Regions from separate parts of the Anas platyrhynchos genome. Here region 2 is linked to region 1. Evidence: chromatin contacts called from public Hi-C data. All regions are on one chromosome and are shown on one strand. The core of a region is the stretch at or near the end of the contact, and the rest is flanking DNA. Distances in the headings are between cores, read along the strand shown.

Region 1 (5,953 bases), core at 821-3,320:
TCCAGCTGAGCTCTTAGTGGTGTGACTGACAGGAGTTTCTTAGGTAGATATAGAAAACCTAACAAATTAGGGAGGATTCGTCAGAAAAATAGGTTTGTTTTTGATACAAACCTATTTTTTGTTTTTTTGATGAATTATGGTTTCTTTCTTGCAGGAAAGAGAACACCCTGGAGAGGGATTCTTCTGTTTGGACCACCAGGAACAGGGAAGTCTTATTTAGCAAAGGCTGTTGCGACAGAAGCCAACAACTCAACTTTCTTCTCGGTATCTTCCTCTGACTTGGTCTCAAAGTGGTTAGGAGAGAGCGAAAAGTAAGTTGCCAGAGGTCCAGAGAAATACTGGCAAGAAGAAATTAGTATTACAGAGCTAGATAAGACACTCTAAAGAAATTAAATTTGAGGGAAGGGTCATGTATCTTGTTAAAACAAACTTATGTTTTGTCTGTGCTTCCTGCTGCAGTGTCAGTTAAATATATCATCATGTGCTGCGTTCTGTGCCGCTGCAGCTGGACTGCTCCTCAGTGCTCAAGAGGGTTTTTAAAACTATTTCAGAAAGATGTCAGGAGCACTATGGAGATCTCAACCCCTCCTGAACTCAGCTGTGATAGTGCACTGCATCAGTCTGAAATTTTGGGGTACTTTTGTCACCTCCCCACTCATCTGTCTCAATGGCTTTGTGGCTAACACATGGTATTGCTTTGTCTGTATGGAGGTGATTTTCCTTCATTCTGATTTTAAACAAAACCTGGAAGACAAATGAATTTAGCATGAAGGAAGAAAACTTCACAGCTGCTCCTCACCTCCAAACTATTTTTGCAAGTGAGGAGCAGCCATGATATTTTCTTTCCTCATGCTGACTTCGTTTGTTACTATGTGGCATGTGAACAAGACCAGGAGGCCTGAAGTGATAATCTGTTGCAATCTAGAAGTGCAGGAACTTGTCCATCTAGGGTTCTCATGAGGCTTCCGTGAATTGAGATAGGGTTAAAAAAAATGGAGTCCAACTTGCCATTTTTTCTGTTTGATGTTGAAGTCAAAGTCAAAATAAAGACTACTGGTTTCTCTTCAGGCTGGGACTGTTTCCCAAAGTTATTAGTGTCAGTGATATGAAGAATTGTCCAGCATGTTGCTATTTATTTTCCTTTTTAACTTAGTATACTATGTTGGTAAGATTCATCTCAGCTTTTTTAGGCAAACTGACTTCTTCTGTAATATTATTTAAAAAAAAAAAAAAACTATAAGAATGTACATATTTCTTCAAAAATCTCTAGAGGAAATCAGATTCGGTTACAAATCTTAAATAAGACAAAGCCATCTTGCTTTGATTCTTTCTAAATTGGTGGTTTTATATAGTTAAATCTGTCTTGCAGAAGGGTAAAACTTAGCAGGGTTTGCCTGCAAAATCACACATGGAGTACTCTAAGATGCTTCACTTCCCTATATATTGTGGTATTTCCCTCCACATAATGCAGAGTTCTTGGAGCTGGAAGAATGTTGTGTCTTTGAGTAGCTTTATCAATGCATTTCAGGGGTCTACTTTTTTTTAGCTTTTTCTAAACAAAGTAACTGTCATAATCCTAAGTTGTGTGGTTTTGATGGTGTTTACATTAAGATAACTGCGGCTGTTTCCTTTTTAAGATTAGTGAAAAACTTGTTCCAGCTTGCCAGAGAAAACAAACCTTCCATTATCTTCATTGATGAGATAGATTCACTATGTGGGTCAAGAAGTGAAAATGAAAGCGAGGCTGCCAGACGGATTAAAACAGAGTTTCTAGTCCAGATGCAAGGTAAGGTTGCTGGTTTTCAGAATCAAAGGAATTAAGGTGTGTATTTTAAGTACAGCTGGCATGAGAACACTAAAGAAATCTGCATTTCCACCCCATTAAATCCTGACAATGTTTTAAAACAGTCTTTGTTTATCTTCTAAATGGTGAAATGGTTTCTGCCCTCATATAGGGGTTGGTGTCGACAATGAAGGAATATTGGTCTTAGGAGCAACAAACATACCCTGGGTTTTGGATTCTGCTATCAGGAGAAGGTACGATGGCGCTCTGTTATGGTGTGAAATATGCAACTGTTGTGAAGGTTCAGCACAAGGCTATTTGAGGCAGTAATCTCGTTAATGCTTGCAGGCATGGCTAATGTTCTCAGACACGACTGGACTGAATCAATAGCCCCTTGCCACTTAAGAGGTGGATTGTTCACCCTTGTATTTACCTTGTAGGTTATTTCATATCTCGGTCAGCTAATTCTGCTTGGGCAAGCAGAAGGCTATTCTATTTCACTGCTGTTTGATTTCGTGGTTGGCAAGGGGGACAAGATACAAAACATGCTGCTCAGAAGGGATACAGGGGGCAAAGCTGCCCGTTTCAGTTGTAGTAAGCTATTGAATAGCTTGAGTAATTTCAGGGAAATGTAATTTTATGTTATGCAGAACTACCAAGCTTTAGTACTGGTCACACACAATTTGTGTGATCTTTCGGAGTGTGTTTTCACTTCTTTTCTTGAGTTAAGAAGCTTTTGTACATGTATCTGATGAGCTGGATCTTTCAGCTGCAGAGCAGCAGAGGATAAATGCAATTACGAGTATGGTTATGTTGTGATGAGGACACAACTTGGACAATGGTCATTTTTGTAGGCTAAAGAAACATTGCTTTTTGTGACAGTGCCATTGACTCTTACTTATATACTGAATTCAAGCTGACTGTGCTTTGGGAATTTAGACCAGGTGGCCTCCAGAGGTCGCTTCCATCCTATTTGGCTATAGTTGTATAGACATATACAGAAATGGATGTGTTACCTGAAATTTCAGGTTGTACTTTGCAGTGTGAAGGAGTATCTAAGTTTTGTCTGTAAAACTCAAAGGAACTTGTACAACGTGGCAGTAACAACTAATGTGTCTTGGTCTTGGCCCAGTTTGTCATGTGTAGCAAGTTAATTGTGTTCTACAGAATTGAGATTCTCATTTTGTTGGTGGGAGGTAATCTCTACTGTGAGAACAGATGCTGCTACAAAGGAAGAACTGCAGATACCAACAGTTTCTACCGATGGCCCTGTTGAGAGCAGGACTTCAAATTCGTTTCCAACTACAAAGCTCTCTTCTAAGAAGTTAGAAAAGATAGAAAGTGGTTTTGTCAACGTGTTATGAGGCAGTTCTTTCTGCAATGGTGAAAACTGCTCAAATGCACTTCACAGAAGGAAAAAAAAAGTCTTCAGTGTTGTTTTTTCTTTTAAAACACAAAATTAGCTGAAGAGAACCTGGAGAAAATACAATCTGAAGTGGTGATCTTTGTCCTGAAAATGAAATACTTGTTGTATTTTAGATGTTGGCTTATGATGGCTACAGTATTATTTATGAGACTAGCTTGTTGAATATTTGCCTTTGATTGTTTTTTTTAATGGTGTATAATACAATATTAGAAAGAAGCAGTTTCACTTAGGAACAAACTACATGCTGATTTGCATAAGCTTCTTTCCATTGTGCACCTGCATGAGCCAGCGTCTGTGGAGTGTTCTGTTTTTTCTTTTTGAAACCAGGTTTGAGAAGCGTATTTATATTCCTTTACCTGAACAGCATGCCAGGGCTTCAATGTTCAAACTTCACCTTGGGTCAACTCCAAATCGCCTAACAGAAGCAGATTATCGAGAGCTTGGAAAAAGAACGGAGGGCTATTCTGGTGCAGATATAAGCATCATTGTACGCGATGCACTGATGCAGCCTGTTCGAATAGTACAATCAGCTACTCACTTTAAAAAAGTAAGTATGAATCACCAAACTTTCATGCTATTTTGACTTAAAATTATCTTGATCTGAAAATCTCTCGCAAGCAAACCGAGTTTGGTTTGGGTAATACTGAATGCTTATGAATGTTTATACACTGTCCTTTTATTTTTTAAGAGTGTGCATGGATATCACCTCCTTTCATTTTTACACAAGTTCTGCCGTAAGTCTGATGCAGCTGGTTTCTAGGTGCTTGTTCTGTGCAATCCAAGCTCTGACTCTTCACATCTCTAGCTAGTGTTAAAAGGTTAAAAGCATTCAGTTTGAAGTTAACTTCAAATGGAGCGTTACAGAGGTGCTCTTTTTTTTTTTTTTGTATCAAATTACATGGTTCTTCATGTTTTTGTAGTGTTTGTGTTGATAAATGTATTCCTTGTCAATATGGAAACAGATGAATTATAGTTATGCACATTCTGCTTGCTTGGAATGTCCTTCAGACTGAAAAACTAAGGTGACTGTTTTTACTGGAATCTTAACCTAATGTTACTTGGGACAGTAGTAAAGATGCAGGACAGCTGAGCAAGGTTATGTGCTGCCCAAACAATGGAACACCTTCGGGATGCTGGTGTAATGTGAAAGTTAGCTTACGCTTATTTAGCTGCTCTCTAACAAGGATGTTGAAACCATACATATGTTTGGCTTATCTTGCAGTGATGTCTACGTATTACATGCTACTAACGTAAACATTTCTTCTAAATGTTTGGATCCCAGAAATTTCATCTGACTAAGAACCCTCTAGAGTTCTTAAGATAAATTTAAATCCATTGAATCTGTGCAATATTTTCTTCTCCCCGGAGAATTTGCACGAGTGTTGCTTAAATTGTTTCTAAACTATTATGCTTTCAATGGAGGCAAAAAAAATGCGTTAAGGTTATCAATGGTTATAAACAGAATTCCAAAAACAAAAACGTATTAAATGTTTTTTTTGAACTTCTTGGTTTTTAAGAGACCCAAGCTAAAAGTATTTTTGTTTATACTTTTACTGCAAAGTTTAATTTAACAGAAATTTGTGTATTGCAGGTGAAGGTGGGTTAAGGTATTCTGCAGAGGTTTTTGATTCAATAAAGGGAAGTCATCATTTTGTTGCCCCTTAAAATGCCCCCCAGAATGTACCCTTTAAGGTACAACTTTAAGGTTGAGAGTCTTTTCCTAGTTTTAAATACAAAGAACATTTTGAAACATTATTTTGAAGCAGTAGCGCTGCCATAAATGGTATTTGTTTAAAAATAAAGGCAAATATTTTGATGTATCAGGGATTTTCTGGCTGATTCCTTCCTTTCAGTAGAGATGCCTGAAGTATTTATCCATTATTTATTGACTTTAAATGACAATGACATTTCTGACCAATAGGTTGTTACTTTTTTAGCCTTTTCAAAGCGAAATTTGCAAGTATCCGAGGCATATCTCAGACTACTGCAGCACAATGAAATAACCTCAATTGTCACAGTTTCAGAGCAACCAAAGGCAATCCTTACCTCTTACCTCTTTTGCTAGAAAAAGAACTGCAGTACTTTGAGTGTTCTGACAAAAATCAAGTTTATTCCACTTGTTTTGTTAGTACTTCAGTTGGGTACAGTTTCTTGTAAGAAAAAAATCTTGGCTTTATTAACTAGTTGCATAGTACCAGAGAACTTGTCCCAGCTAAACAGCACTTTGCTCAGTTTTCAGTCATTCATTGTAAACCATTGCTTGCTCCAAGTGATGATAACTCATAGGTTTGTCAGTGTTTTGGGTGTTACAACCTGTGTTTAAAGCACTGTGCTTTAAAAGCAGGTTGGAATGGCAAATCCAGTTCTTTGCGGTTAAAACCAGCTGGTTAGTGTGTTGTCTTTCACTCTTTGCATGTGTTCTGAGTTCCTGTGGATGTGTGATGCTTCAGATAATGATGAAAGGAAATAGAACTGTGGGTCCTAGATACGCTCTGCAGAAAGGAAAAAGAAACCTGGTGCAGCTTCTGGGCGTCCGGAAAAGAGGCTGGTTTCACTTCTCCCACTAGATGGCCCTATTTTCTATCGAGTGCTGTCAGAAAAGGTGCACAAAGCTTTGTAGTGCGCCACGTAAAAGTTTAAAAAGGCATCTCTGGCTGCCTGACCTGAGGGGCACTGGGGGACAGCTTCTGGAGAAATATTTAGAAAGCTGTTAACCAGTGATGAGTGGACTCCCAAAGTGGCCA
Region 2 (5,982 bases), core at 3,119-5,618, 45 kb after region 1:
TTTTAAAGCCTGGGTGTTGGTGTTTTCAAGCCAAGGGGCCTGATGCTAATCCTGGAGTACTGGGCAGGTAACAGTTCTGCTCATAACTGCAGCTGTTGGCTTCTTCCCTTTCAATAAAAGTATCAGGGCAAAATAGATTGCTCTTCATTCCTGTAGGCAATTTAAAATGTAAAAGTGTAGCTTTCATTTTTATTTTTTTTAAAAAAAGGTAGATTTCAGTTAAAAGGCCGTATTACTTGATAGTTCCACTTTTTTTTCCCCTCTACAGATAGTACCAGACACACTCAAGAGCAGGTCGGTGTTTGTCAAAGCTGATAATAAAACCTTGTCAAGTCACTTGCTTTCCTCTGTCACTTGGGGGAGACTCTCACGAGAGCCAGAAAACTAAATGAGGTCTCCTGCCACACCTCCCATCATCATTTCCTTGCTTTCCAACTTCTACAGGCACTAAATTGGTTTAAAAAAAATAAATAAAACACCACACGAATCTGTTGTCGGTGGGAAGGGGTGAGGGGAATAATGCTGTTAAGGTTCTGAACAGAAACTTGCACTGAAGGAAGTAGAAAAGTGTGGTTTTATTTTTTTTAACCCCTGATGCTGCATATCGAACTTGGAGAAGTGGAAGCATTTTGAAAAACTGATTTGGGAAGGTTGGCTTTTGGTGAAACTTTGAAGGGAGAAATATGCTACTCAACTTGCTGTATGGTAGAGTGCCACTCAGGCAGACTGAAATTTTATTTTTCTAAGTTGAAAACAAGCTTGTTTTCAGCCTGGAGGGAAATCCCCATGTTAATTTTAAACCTTTCGAGTTCTAACTATGAAGTTAATTCTGTAGTAGTGCTGCTAGAGAAATATAAATAAACCCAAGAGGGTAAAGCAACACATACGTGCCTAATACTAGGCATGATACCAAACACTGAGAATTGATTTCCTTGGCCAAAGCAGAGTTAAATGTTGTAATGATACCAACAGTAAATAATGTGTAAAACAATAAGTCTCAAAAGACTTTGAAAGGTTCTCAGCACAATTTACCTGGTAGTGAAATATCCTTTTTAAAGCTGGTTTGAAGAAAGCAGTGAAAATGAAGTGTGTTGGCCTTTATCTCAAGGCGTTTACTCAAAAATGCTTTCCATTTTTTCTTTAAGGAGAAGGATTTCCAGCGGTGCCCATTGGGCCTGTTACACAGGGCTGGCTGCAGCTGTTTTGCCTCCCTCCACCCCTTACATCTTGGCAAGAAGTAAAGGTGGGTGAGGGATGAGTGCTGTAAGAGGGCTCTGAGAGGCAGGAGCTGTGTGGACCCTACGCCTCTCAGGCCGCTGCCTTTCCTGGAAAGTGCAATTAAGGCCCCATGAAATAAACTGTAATTGTAGGTTAAGCGGGCTTTCAACTTTTTACACTAGCTTTCTGTGCTCTGCAGACAAAAAGGATCCGCTCCGCACCTGTAACATTTGCAGCTCCGGGAGGATGAAAGGCGGCAGTCTCCCGTTTCAGGAATGTGCTCTGCAGAAGTGCTCATTTGTTCCAGTTAACCTGCTGCGGTCCCGGTTAAAAACGAGAAAAACGTTCATCCAGACTTCAGGGATGCTACTTTTTCCTTTTAATTTTGCACGCAGAAAGCCTTTTTAAGAAGTGCTGTGTACCACAGTGGATAGCAGCATTAGGCAGCACCGAGCAAAACAGAAGAGGTGCTCGTAGCAATAACCCGTGCTATGCAGTCAATAGCAAGGAATTAAATGCACGCGGGCAGGTCTCTAAAAGAGCATTCTTTCCAAGGCATTTTTTGTGGCTTGGCAAAGACACCGCAGGGCTGTGGGTGTCATGGTCTCATGGCCAGAAACAAACGCGCGAGGTCACGCAGTCAATAGCTACTTTTAGGCAGGGCAAGTTGCAGCGGTAGAACAGGCAGCTCCGGTGGGCACAAGGGTGTGCAGGGCAAACACAGGATGGTGTGGAAAGGAGAAGCACTGAATGCCATGAACGGAGAAACCCAGCTGAAGCGTAGCTGTGGCTGAAGCCCCACTGGACACGCCACCAGTTGGCATTTACGGTGTCACGGGCTGTACGGGGAGCAGCCCGGGGATTGAGTCCTGTCACACGGAGCAAACACACACCCCGCTTATTTGTGCCTGCTTAGGCAGCCCTTTAAGCAATTGCTTTTATGCAACCTGCCTGCTTGTGAGCATAGGAAATAAAAAAGGCAGAAAATAGGAAATAAAGGCCCAAGTACAGGCAAGGAAGCTGGCTCACCAAAATTATCTGTCCTTTACACTGCTGGGCCTGGCTGATAGCCCTTGTCCATGCTCCTGCCCCACTTAATGCTGCTTTCATCTGAGCTGCTGCTCGTCTTCCTAATTTACTTCCGATCTTTTCTGCAGCTGATTCTTTTTATTCATCTGATGAACTTCAGTGGTCCCACTCACGTGAAGATAGACGTGCACAGAAGGCTCTGCAGGATCAGATGTTCGGTAGCCGACCTGTTATGCTGCTACCTGACAGCACAGCAGTGATTTCTTAGCTGACTCTGTGCGTTCGTTTCATGTTCCTCGTTACATCCTGAGCCTCCCTCACTGCTTTGTTCTATATACCCCCAAAAAACATGTTGCCTGCGTTTTGGATGCCTTTTTAGCTGCTGTTTTATCCCGCTGAGCTCAAACAAACAAGGCAAAAACCGGTACTGTAATGCAAACTTGTGAAACTTGAATACACGCTCATCACCCACTCAGGTGGCGTTATAATTGGGTTTAAGATGCCGCTCCCTTCAATTGCAGGCATAAATGCAGGTCAGCTGCAATGCATTGGACACAATAAGAAAAAAGAAAAAAAAAAAAAGACTTTAAATGCACCTTTTTTTTTTTTTTAAACCAGAACCCGGTTTGTCCTTCCTCAAGGCACAGTTTTGTTTCCCAATGACTCACCCTTAATGCCCTAGTTTAAAGCAAGCAGTTCCTAGGATTTTTCTCGTGTGGTTTCCATCTCTTGGTCACAGCCGTGTTTGGTGTTAGCAAGCTTTCCTGTCAGTCATGACTGCTGTTGTCATATTAGCCTTTCAGAAAGGCTGGGATCTCTCATTGCTATAGCAAAGTGCTGGATGTTGTAGGGGGAAAAAAAAAAGCATCCTTACCAAACCCCCTCCAAACAGAACATCTCCTGAAGTTTTGCTGTACCTGTTGCTACCAGAAATCGGTTACAAATTCTAAAACTATTTTCCTGTTCACATGTTCTCTGCTCGTTTCGATGGTCTCACACGTCCCCCCACACGAAATGCCCTGAGCAAATCCCGTGGCATTTTCCACGCCTCCTTATCAGGAGCGACGCATCCCCAAAGCCTTCCCTTCGGGGGGCTGCCACCCAGCATCCAGGCACCTGGCCACGCCGGGAGGGGACCCAGGGGACACAGGGGACTCCTCCTTCCCTCTCCCGGCAGGAGGGAGGAAAAAAAAATAGTGCTGGGGGGCCAGCGGCGGCCGCTGGGTGGCAACAGCATCCCGCCGGGGCTGTGCCGCAGGGTGCCGGCTCGGGGGTGCAGGGGGGGCTCCCTGAAGCGAAAGGGGGCGTCCCTGCTGGGGGTGGGGGGCTTCTCGTCGGCAGCCCCCTCCCCAAGAGCTTTGTCCTCCTCGGAATGGGGACTGGAGGGAAAAGGGGGGTGAAGGGGCAGCATCCCTGCCCTAGGGACCCCCCGTCGGAGCAAACGCCCGGTCCAGGCTTAATTCATATGTTTTTTTTTGTTTTTTTGTTTTTTTTTTGTTTTTTTTTTTCCTGGGGGGTCGTACAATGGGATCGTCATCCCCATCACCCTTGGGTGGGCTTGTAGACAAAACCAGGCAGGGTGAATCAATCGGGCTTCTGGCGCATCTCCCTCCTCAGCAGAGGGAGGCGCTGAGCAGCTCCTCGCCCCCCTTCCCCTGGGATTTCTCCCCCTCCTCCCGGCCCGGCACCGCTCGTCCCTGCCCTTCGGCCCCTTGCCCTCCTGTCCCCCCTGAAGCCCCCCGGGCCGGGTTTAGGGGGGCACGGGGCGCCCCCTCCTGCAAAAAGCCCTAAAATTCCCCTTACCCACGGGCAGCGGCAGCAGGTGCGCGCCGGGGCTGCAGCGGGGGCAGCCCCCGGGGGCTTTTACAGAAGGGGGCGCCTCGGTTTATTCCTCACCGCCCTTAGCTTTTCTATTTTGTATATTTTGTATTTTTGTATTTTTAATTTTTAATTTATTTTTAATTTTAATTTCTTCTTTGGAAACAAATCCGTGCAGCCGCAGCGACCTCGGGGGGGCGGCGCGGAGCCACCCGCGGCGCTGCCGGCCCCCGCCGCCCGCTTCCTCGGGGGAGGAGGAGGAGGAGGAGGAGGAAGAAGAGGAGGAGGAGGAGGAGGAGGAGAAGGAGGAGGAAGAGGAGGAGGAGGAGGAGGCCACCGCCCCGCCCCGCCGCCGGCCCCAGCCCCGCGCCCGCCGCGATGGAGGGCGGGCCCGGGCGGCGCGGGGCTGCTCGCCCTCTCCCCCTTTCCCTTTTTTATTTTTTTTTCCTTTTCACCCTTTTTCCCTTTCCCTATTTTTTTCCCCTCCCACCTTCCCCCCTTTTCTTGAATGAACCGTGAGGCGGAGCTCTAGCAACCCACGGCGGCCGGAGCCTCCCCCCTTCCACCCCCTCCCTCCCCAACGGGGCTCCGCTCCTCCCCGCCTCTCCCCGCCCCCGCTGCGCTCCGCTCCCCCTTCACCCCCCTCCTTTACCCCCCCCCCTCAGCCTCCCGGAGCCTCCCGGAGCCGCCGCCGGCAGCAGCAGCAGCGCGGGGAGCCCGGAGGAGCCGCCCGGAGCCTTGCGCGGCCGGGCAGCGGTGCCCAGCGGTGCCCAGCGGCGGTGGTGGCGGTGGTGGTGGCGGCCCGTCCGCGCCCCTCGTCGCCTTCTCCTTCCTCCTCGGGTACAAAAGCGGCTGGGGAAATGGCATTATTTCTGCCCGGGGCCACGCTCGCCAGCCGCTCGCCTCCTTTTTTAAAAAAGCAGCAAAACCGCCCGACGCTCCTGCTGGTGAAAAAGAATTGATTCCTTTCCTTTTATTATTATTTTTTTTAATACGTATTTTTATTATTTTTTTTTCATTATTATTTTTTTTTCATTATTATTTTTTTTTCATTATTATTTTTTTTTATATGTGTGCGTGTGTGTGGAAGCGCCGGGCTCCTGCGATCGGTGTCTGAATGAAACTACGTAAATGCATCTGCCCCTACGGCGCACTGGAGGGAAAAAACGGAGCGCTTCGGCCACAGCCTGCCCTCAGATGTGCTTCAGCTGCTCTCCAGGATTTGCCGTCTCTCCGGAGCTGTTCGCCTCCCCGGGCTCCGAGGCGGGATTTTCTGAGCTTTGACAGATCTCCGGAGATGCCTCTTAAACGGGAGTCTGGGAAAAAACATTGGAAATCGTAGGGAGCTTGGTTTTGTGATTTTTTTTGTTTTTTTTTTTTTTTTTGCCCCTTTCCCACCCCCTCGGGGACTTGAAGCATCAAAGCGGCCGGAGCTTAACGTTTCTGAAGACTTGGCGATGTTTGGGTCGTGCTGTTGCTGGTGTTTTGTTTAGAGGAAACTTGACAGAGGAACATATTTATAGTCCCAAGTAAGTACTTTACAGAGGAAATTTAGTTGGTGTCACTTAAAAGAGCGGTGTCGAGGTTTCTAGCTTGCAGGGCGTCGGATTAGCGCTCGTCCAAGGCTGCCTTGCAGGTCGCGTTGAGTTGCAGCCCTGGCGGTGTGCGTTCGCCCGCTCCTCCGTGTCCCCGGTGGCTCGGCGCCGAGGGGAAAATGCACCTGGTTCTGAATAAGTGGGATACTTTTGAAAATGTGTCTCCGCACCGAGGAGGAAGTGTTTTCTAAAGCAGGTTTATAATAAGTAATAAATGTGCGTCTGGAAGTAGAGTATTTACAGCGTTTTTTTTTAGCCCGTATTTATACCGTGCATCTCAAAGCGAGGAGGCAACACTGAGAAGACAACCGTACCTCCGAGA

The links. Hi-C and Micro-C count contacts between places; a contact is called where the count stands out from the background.
Region 2: a Hi-C map of liver shows a contact between it and region 1, with 3 times the contacts expected there. The contact joins the promoter of BCL2 here to the enhancer-like site in region 1. A contact is called at or near these places in 2 of 8 Hi-C or Micro-C datasets (liver and subcutaneous adipose tissue).

The regions. Positions count from the first base shown.
Region 1 is chr2:79,598,736-79,604,688 of IASCAAS_PekinDuck_T2T, forward strand. It overlaps VPS4B (vacuolar protein sorting 4 homolog B), which reads left to right. Exons shown (of 11, transcript XM_038174902.2): 6 at 155-311; 7 at 1,638-1,786; 8 at 1,956-2,037; 9 at 3,537-3,756. Among named protein-coding and RNA genes, the nearest start is that of VPS4B, 10 kb to the left of the region's middle. Within about 2 kb of position 2,071, at least 3 of the 8 cell types and tissues checked have an H3K27ac peak or open chromatin away from gene starts, as enhancers often do.
Region 2 is chr2:79,641,232-79,647,213 of IASCAAS_PekinDuck_T2T, forward strand. It overlaps BCL2 (BCL2 apoptosis regulator), which reads left to right and starts at 4,369. Exons shown (of 2, transcript XM_038173909.2): 1 at 4,369-5,982.